2 separate regions of the Oncorhynchus mykiss genome follow, and region 2 is linked to region 1. Evidence: chromatin contacts called from public Hi-C data. All regions are on one chromosome and are shown on one strand. The core of a region is the stretch at or near the end of the contact, and the rest is flanking DNA. Distances in the headings are between cores, read along the strand shown. Region 1 holds the start of LOC110490280 (NADH dehydrogenase [ubiquinone] 1 alpha subcomplex subunit 5). Region 2 holds the start of LOC110490283 (tRNA-dihydrouridine(20a/20b) synthase [NAD(P)+]-like).

Region 1 (4,185 bases), core at 1,013-3,512:
GACAGATTTTTACCTTCAGCTCGGGGATTCGATCTAGCAATCTACCCACTAGGCTACCTGCTGCCCCCTCGATCTAGCAACCTTTGGGTTAACTGGCCCAACGCTCTAACCACTAGGCTACCAGTCTCCCCCAAATGACTCATGTCACTGCAGTCTGCATAGATCAACAGACACATCCTAAACTATAGGCATGCAGTCAGGAATGTCATTGCAATGACAAATTGAAAGGTTTTAAAGCACCTTCGTCGCTATCAAATATCTGAATGAACGGGCAACTCCAGTCTTACCTGTAAAATCTCCAGTGAAAGTCCCAGTCTTCGAAGGTTTGTTGGCTGCAAACTAACTTTTATGTTGGTGTTTGCAGGAGTAATGGGATATTTTTAGACTTGACATGCCTATAATATCAGCCCCACACACTCTGAGAATGCCTGTCACACTGTCACATGCAGTGTTTCGCTATCACACTAAACACAGTTTATCATAATGAGATTTAATTGACTATAGGAGCCATACAGTATAGACAGGCTGTCCGGCTTACAGCACACAAGTCCTACATTATTTTGATATTGCTAGTATGTGTAGTGTACCCACTTCGAATTATTTTAAATTACCATTTGTAATACTTATTTTTCCAATCTAATCATTGAACATGTATTGTAGGATCCATTAATAAATAACATGTATTTAGGTTACTGAATAAGAGGACTCATGTCTACAGTCGTGGCCAAAAGTTTTGAGAATGACACAAATATTAATTTTCACAAAGTCTGCTCCCTCAGTTTGTATGATGGCAATTTGCATATACTCCAGAATGTTATGAAGAGTGATCAGATGAATTGCAATTAATTGCAAAGTCCCTCTTTGCCATGCAAATGAACTGAATCCCCCAAAAACATTTCCACTGCATTTCAGCCCTGCCACAAAAGGACCAGCTGACATCATGTCAGTGATTCTCTCGTTAACACAGGTGTGAGTGTTGATGAGGACAAGGCTGGAGATCACTCTGTCATGCTGATTGAGTTCGAATAACAGACTGGAAGCTTCAAAAGGAGGGTGGTGCTTGGAATCATTGTTCTTCCTCTGTCAATCATGGTTACCTGCAAGGAAACACGTGCCGTCGTCATTGCTTTGCACAAAAGGGCATCACAGGCAAGAATATTGCTGCCAGTAAGATTGCACCTAAATCAACCATTTATCAGATCATCAAGAATTTCAAGGACAGCGGTTCAATTGTTGTGAAGAATGCTTCAGGGCGCCCAAGAAAGTCCAGCAAGCGCCAGGACCATCTCCTAAAGTTGATTCAGCTGCGGGATTGGGGCACCACCAGTACAGAGCTTGCTCAGGAATGGCAGCAGGCAGGTGTGAGTGCATCTGCACGCACAGTGAGTCGAAGACGTTTGGAGGATGGCCTGGTGTCAAGAAGGGCAGCAAAGAAGCAAATTCTCTCCAGGAAAAACATCAGTGACAGACTGATATTCTGCAAAAGGTACAGGGATTGGACTGCTGAGGACTGGGGTAACGTCATTTTCTCTGATGAATCCCCTTTCCGATTGTTTGGGGCATCTGGAAAAAAGCTTGTCCCAAGAAGACAAGATGAGCGCTACCATCAGTCCTGTGTCATGCCAACAGTAAAGCATCCTGAGACCATTCATGTGTGGGGTTGCTTCTCAGCCAAGGGAGTGGGATCACTCACAATTTTTCCTAAGAACACAGCCATGAATGGTACCAATGGTACCAACACATCCTCCGAGAGCAACTCCTCCCAACCATCCATGAACAGTTTGGTGACGAACAATGCCTTTTCCAGCGTGATGGAGCTCCTTGCCATAAGGCATAAGTGGCTCCGGGAACAAAACATCGATATTTTGGGTCCATGGCCAGGAAGCTCCACAGACCTTAATCCCATTGAGAACTTGTGGTCAATCCTCAAGACTCACAAATTCTAACAAACTTCAAGCATTGATTATGCAAGAATGGGCTGCCATCATGGGATGTGGCCCAGAAGTTAATTGACAACATGTCTGGGCAGATTGCAGAGGTCTTGAAAAAGAAGGGTCAACACTGCAAATATTGACACTTTGCATCAACTTCATGTAATTGTCAATAAAAGCCTTTGACACGTATGAAATACTTGTAATTATACTTCAGTATTCCATACTAACATCTGACAAAAATATCTAAAGACACGGAAGCAGCAATATTTGTGTCATTCTCAAAATGTTTGCCCATTACTGTACTTACTACACAATCAGACATGCTGAGCTTTTATTTTGAAAAAACGAGGACGTGTTGACGTCATTTTTATTCGACAGAAGTGACCCAGAATCCGTAGCGCCCATAATCATGGCTGGCGTTCTGAAAAAGGTACGAGTCGAGGTCATATTATGATGATGCTTTTGTGAAAATGTAATGTGCTTTTGTTTATTCAGTTAGATTACTGTCACTTTACAATCGATATGAGCTTGTGTCGCTTCCTATTGACAAGCATGCGTGTCAGATAGCTGCTAGGCTGGCTCGTCTACTAGCTAGCTTGCTCATTTGCTGGAGGGTTCGTGGATATATACTTTGATCTGCTATGTCAGGGTTAGTTACCTAGGCCAAGGGCTTGTCCGTTGTGAAGTAAATATAGCCAATTTAGATGGCTGACACGATACGAACCCAAAGGTACATGACGTTTTATCCATATGTTCTGTAATGTTCCACCTTCCTTCTGAATGCCGTATGGCTATTTTACCCAGGAGATTACTAACGTTAACTATGTAGTCTCGCGTGCCAGCTAGCTATTATGCTCATTGTGTCATATTTCCCCCAGACAACAGGTTTGGTGGGACTGGCCGTGTCCCACAACCCTCATGAGGTGAGTCTCCAGTAATGGCCATAAACCGCAGTAGTGGACCACGCCTACTTTGGTATGATAATGTAACGGTCTGTGCGTGTGTCCCCTCAGCGCCTGAGGATCTTGTACAGTAAGATCCTGGCGTCTCTCCAGGTCATCCCTCAGGACGCAGCCTACAGAAAGTACACAGAACAGCTTGTCAATGACCGTTTTGACCTTATCAAAGCCGTAAGTTTACACTCCAACCATCCTCACATCTAGGGTCAGGTGAAGTTTAACAGAGGAGAACTCTTCCTACCAGCTCCCCCTTGTTGACTTTTATATTTATGATGTCATGTTACGAGACATTGTTTGGAATGGCATCTGTGTTTCAATCCATATAGATCATTTCATTGTCTTTCTTCATTTCAATTGAAAGGAGCCTGATGTGGAGAAACTAGAGAAGAAAATCAACTGTGGTCAGATCGAGGAGGTCATTCACCAGGTACAGAGAGGAGCCTCACACTCTTTTCATTGCATCTTCCTCCTAAAGTTGCACCTGGTTTCTACATGCGTCCGTTGTCCTGATCATGTCCAAATTCTGGTTGTGCCCACATAAGTTGACCGGTGTAGACACATTGTGATCTGATTGTGATTATATCTTCCTGACCACCTCCGGAGGTAGTTGAAGACGCATCTTGTGCGGATATCCTTGAAGTGTAAACAAATCCGGATAACAAAAGCGTATAAATTTGGCCAACGTTATGGTTGTCCCGCCCTCTCAAAAAATAGCAAACAGTTGAATTAAGATCATGGTCTTTAGAAACCAAATGCCAACTGGCACTGTGGTCGGATATGCCACAGTCCAATACCGCGTCCAGCTCTGCTTAAAATTGGCATATAGAAAAATATGTTTAAGAGATATTGTCCCGAATGAGAGAAAAACGGTTCTCACATCTAATGCCAGGCCAAAATAAAATATTTGAAAACATCATAGGCTACAGAAAGGCCAAGGACTGTAATAGCAGAATTGAAACGTGTTGGGGATGCATGCAGGGATGGACTATGATGGAGCAGAAGAGAGCAGTGTATAGATAGGCCTAATGTTCCCCCTGTACCTAACCAGGTAGGCAGGTGGTGAATAGTCCATTTCAGTTGCTGTATCAGATATGAACATAATACAGTGATGTTATAATGCAGTCCTTTTCGGATGTCAATAAAGTGCAGAAGATTTCCAAACTGATGCGTCGAGGCGCATAGCTTTCTGTAGCCTAAGCGTGAGCGAGGCTACTGTCCAATAGGCTAGTGTAGGCTTCAATTACGAAGGACTCTTCAGGCTACTTTTAGATTGACTCTGTTCCTTTATAAAG
Region 2 (4,185 bases), core at 896-3,395, 140 kb after region 1:
TTTATCTTAAATCACGTTGAGGGAGAGGTTGTTGTCCTTGCACCACACGGTCAGGTCTCTGACCTCTTCCCTATAGGCTGTCTCATCTTTGTGTCATCAGCAAACTTAATGACGGTGTTGGAGTTATGAATGAACAGGGAGTACAGGAAGGGCCTGAGCACGCATTCCTGAGGGGCCCCCGTGTTGAGGATCAGCGTGGCGGATGTGTTGTTGTCTACCCTTACCACCTGGGGGCAGCCCGTCAGCAAGTCCAGGATTCAGTTGCAGAGGGAGGTGTTTAGTCCCAGGGTCCTTAGCTTAGTGATCACTATGGTGTTGAAAGCTGAGCTGTAGTCAATGAATAGCATTCTCACATAGGTGTTCCTTTTGTCCAGGTGTGTTTATTCCATGTGCAACTCTGTGTTGTTGTTTCTGTCTCACTGCTCTGCTTTATCTTGGCCAGGTCGCAGTTAAATGAGAACTTGTTCTCAACTAGCTTACCAAGTTAAATAAAGGTGAACAAATTTAAATAAATGTTTTAAAAGGGCAGTGTGGAGTGCAATAGAGATTGCATCATCTGTGGATCTGTTGGTGAGGTATGCAAATTAGAGTGGGTCTTGGGTTTCTGGGTTAATGGTGTTGATGTGAGCCATGACCAGCCTTTCAAAGCATTTCATGACTACAGACATGAGTGCTACGGGTCAGTAGTCATTTAGGCAGGTTACCTTAGTGTTCTTGGGCACAGGGACTGTAGAAAGGCCCATGGAGATGGTGGAATTGTCCTTTAATTCATGGCCACTTGCTCAGCCGGGCCAGGGGCGCTTTAATTAGGTCAGGTGGAAATGTCCGACAGATCTCAAATCAGTAAAAGGAGGACATCGCCACTGCCCAACCTCGCTGCTTTCTCTTCCTCAACTCCGTCTAATCCAGACATTCTGTGCGTCCATGAATCAACGTAACTCCACCGAATCTGTTACCTTTCATCTGAACTATGCTGCAATCGGGAGAGCCGGCCATCAGTTATTGTTTATAGTTATTACTGCGGAGCGAGGCTTGGAGCGCACGCTTCAAACCTGTTGTGTTATGTATATGCCCAATGATCACAGCCCTACAGACATTGATATATAGTTAAAATGTAATGAAATTACATGTACATATGAAGACTAACCTAGAAGGATGAAATATGAAACTTAATGATTTACTGACATTATAAATTCTTATATCAAATGTATGGAGATTATAGATTGTATAAATTAACAATGCATTTGCATTAATCCTTCTCTGGATTAACATGATGGTTAACATGGTTATGATCATAAAGGACTCCATTCTGCTTCATATTGAATTCCTATGGAACCTTATTGCTGAATTATTCTGTTAATAATGACAATGATTGTTATCATTTGACTTTCTGATTTGAATTTTTATTGGGTACATGTTATTCTGTTTCTTTTGTTATACAGCACAGACAAACTAACCAGTACATATACCACTTTGTGGTTAAAGGAATTCCTGCCTCAGTCTCATCCATTCCTCTGTCACCTGACCATCTGTTCACCTTCACTATTGCCAGTCATCCTACCTGTCCAGCTACCCACACAGATTCCAATAATCTTTCAGGGACTATGGTGGTCTGCTTGAAACATGTTGGAATTACAGACTCAGACAGGGAGAGGTTGAAAATGTCAGTGAAGACACTTGCCAGTTGGTCAGCACATGCTCGTAGTACACGTCCTGGTAATCCATCTGACTCTGCCTTGCTGTAAGTTGTCAATGATGGACTGCACAGTCAACTCGGTAGCTCTCATTCCTAAACGACTACGTGGCTGATACACCTAGTTAAATAAAACAAAACATACACCTACGTGAAGTAAAGCTGACTCACAGAAAAGTACTTAAAATAAATGTTAAAATATAGCATTTTACCATCATTTAGCAGTGAATTCGTTGATGCTTCTCTACTACCCTCCATGTTCATCGTGTGATGACGTAGAATTTCAGCGACATGAAATGAACCAAACCAAACATTTTATTATTCTTAATAAAATATCAAATTATCTGTATTTGTATCAACGTGCATTGTTATAACGTTACTTATCAAATAAATCCAAAAATAAAAAATATTTAAATCCTTTTTAGGTTCAAAGGTAAAACATGAAAGGTTATTCGGAGGACACGCCCACTAACATACCGCGTGTTATTGTTTGCATTCGGGTGTTTGTCATCTTTAGCTAACTAGCTAGCTTAATTACATTAAATATGAACGTTATCTAGTCACACCAACGTTAGAATAGGTCATAAACTGCATGCAACAAACAGTTTCGACTGTGGAAAGAAAAGCATTGCCATGCCAATCTAGCTAGCTGGCTAGCTAGCTAACTGACTAGCTCACTTTAGTGATTAAAACGTACTGTACGGTCTATGAAAATGACGACCACCAACATGATGGACATGTTTGAGGAAGGGAAAGTTCTGAAAATCTGTGCTCCTATGGTCCGGTATTCAAAGTAAGATTATCTGATACTCGTACATTTTCAATGACTTGTTCAGCGGTTTTGTGCAGATAGCTGAAATAGGTTGAGCAATAGCTATAACTCATCGTTTATTTTCAACTTTTCCAGGTTGGCATTCAGGTCACTGGTGAGGAAATTCGACTGTGACATTTGCTTCACTCCAATGATAGTTGCTCCTGACTTTATGCGTTCTGTCAAAGCCAGAGACAGTGAATTTACAACTAATGAAGGTAATATGAGATCACTTTTTTTCTTCAAGGAAATATTAGATGCCTCTCAAACTATAGGGATTTGGTGTCTGTTGTCATTGATGTGTGGAGACTGTCAATTTGGTGTCAATTAAATCCAACTTTAATGCTCTCTGTCTCTCCCATCAGCTGACCGTCCTCTGATCGTGCAGTTTGCTGCTAGTGATGCCCAGACCCTGGCTGATGCAGCCTGTGTGGTCGCACCCTTCTCTGATGGAGTGGACCTCAACTGTGGCTGTCCCCAGCGATGGGCCATGTCAGATGGCTACGGGGCATGCCTTATCAACAAACCTGAGCTGGTCAAAGACATGGTTCGACATGTCAGGAACCAAGTTGACAATCCTAACTACACAGCCTCCATCAAAATACGGTAAGAGTGATCATATCAACAAATATAATTGTTTCACTTTTACTTCAATGACAAAAGAGCTTGTTAAAGCTTTATTTAGCAAATAACCTAAGTGTCATGAAGTTCCTTTTGTAGTTGTTGTTTCCTCTCTCTTTTCTCAGAATTCACAAGGACCTGCGACGTACGGTGGACCTGTGTCAGAAGGCAGAGGCGGCAGGGGTGTCCTGGATAACGGTCCATGGTCGAACCGCAGAAGAGCGCCACCAGCCGGTCCACTTTGATGCCATCAAGACCATCAAGGACAGCCTGTCAGTCCCTGTCGTCGCCAACGGAGACATAAAGACCCTCCGAGATGTGGAGACCACTCACCAGCTCACTGGAGTTGATGGTCAGTTCAATTTGTGCAAATCGCAATTGATTCTTTATTCCCAATATTGTGCACTACTTGTGACCAGAGACTCCGCAGTCACATGGGACTCTGGTCAAAAATAGTGCACTCTGTACTCATGAGACAGATCCTTAGTAACTACACATGTGTAGTTATTTCAATGGAAAAGACACTCTTGAAATAGCTTCATATTAAATTCCCTTATATAGGCCAAAGTGATCCACAATGAAAATAAACCTACAACATGGGGGGTTTCTGGGGGGGAGCCACTATCATGGTTTATTTTCAAAGAACTGCATAGTCCACTGTTTACTCGTTATCATAAACACTTTATCTGCTTTTCATTTGCATTTATTCTGTAACCTCTCATTCCCTCCAGGGAAATCATTTTCTGTTTATTGTGCCATCTTAACATATATTCATTGTAAGTACATAAATGGGTAGCTAGAGGTTCCATTCACAGAAATAATTTGAGAAAGATGGAATATATCAATACAGGATCTTTATTGTTAAATGGCTCACTCAAGACACTTCCCACCCCACGTGCCCTGTCCTGTAGGTGTGATGGCAGCCCGGGGGCTGTTGTCCAACCCGGCCATGTTCGCTGGCTACAACGAGACCCCTCTTGAGTGTGTGTGGGACTGGGTGGACCTCGCCACGAACCAGGGGACCCCCTTCACCTGCTTCCACCAGCACCTCATTTACATG

What was found. A called contact is a pair of places that touch in the nucleus more often than the background predicts.
Region 2: a Hi-C map of liver shows a contact between it and region 1, with 2.7 times the contacts expected there. The contact joins the promoter of LOC110490283 here to the promoter of LOC110490280 in region 1. A contact is called at or near these places in 2 of 3 Hi-C or Micro-C datasets (blood and liver).

What each region holds. Positions count from the first base shown.
Region 1 is chr15:52,202,563-52,206,747 of USDA_OmykA_1.1, forward strand. LOC110490280 (NADH dehydrogenase [ubiquinone] 1 alpha subcomplex subunit 5) reads left to right here and starts at 2,263. Exons shown (of 5, transcript XM_021563579.2): 1 at 2,263-2,364; 2 at 2,813-2,857; 3 at 2,948-3,064; 4 at 3,255-3,320. The coding sequence starts at 2,344. LOC110490278 (ankyrin repeat and SOCS box protein 15) reads right to left here and starts at 534. Exons shown (of 12, transcript XM_021563574.2): 1 at 288-534.
Region 2 is chr15:52,345,979-52,350,163 of USDA_OmykA_1.1, forward strand. It overlaps LOC110490283 (tRNA-dihydrouridine(20a/20b) synthase [NAD(P)+]-like), which reads left to right and starts at 2,146. Exons shown (of 13, transcript XM_021563581.2): 1 at 2,146-2,486; 2 at 2,601-2,722; 3 at 2,870-3,110; 4 at 3,251-3,477; 5 at 4,037-4,185. The coding sequence starts at 2,401. LOC110490281 (a long non-coding RNA gene) reads right to left here and starts at 1,955. Exons shown (of 3, transcript XR_005036125.1): 1 at 1,906-1,955.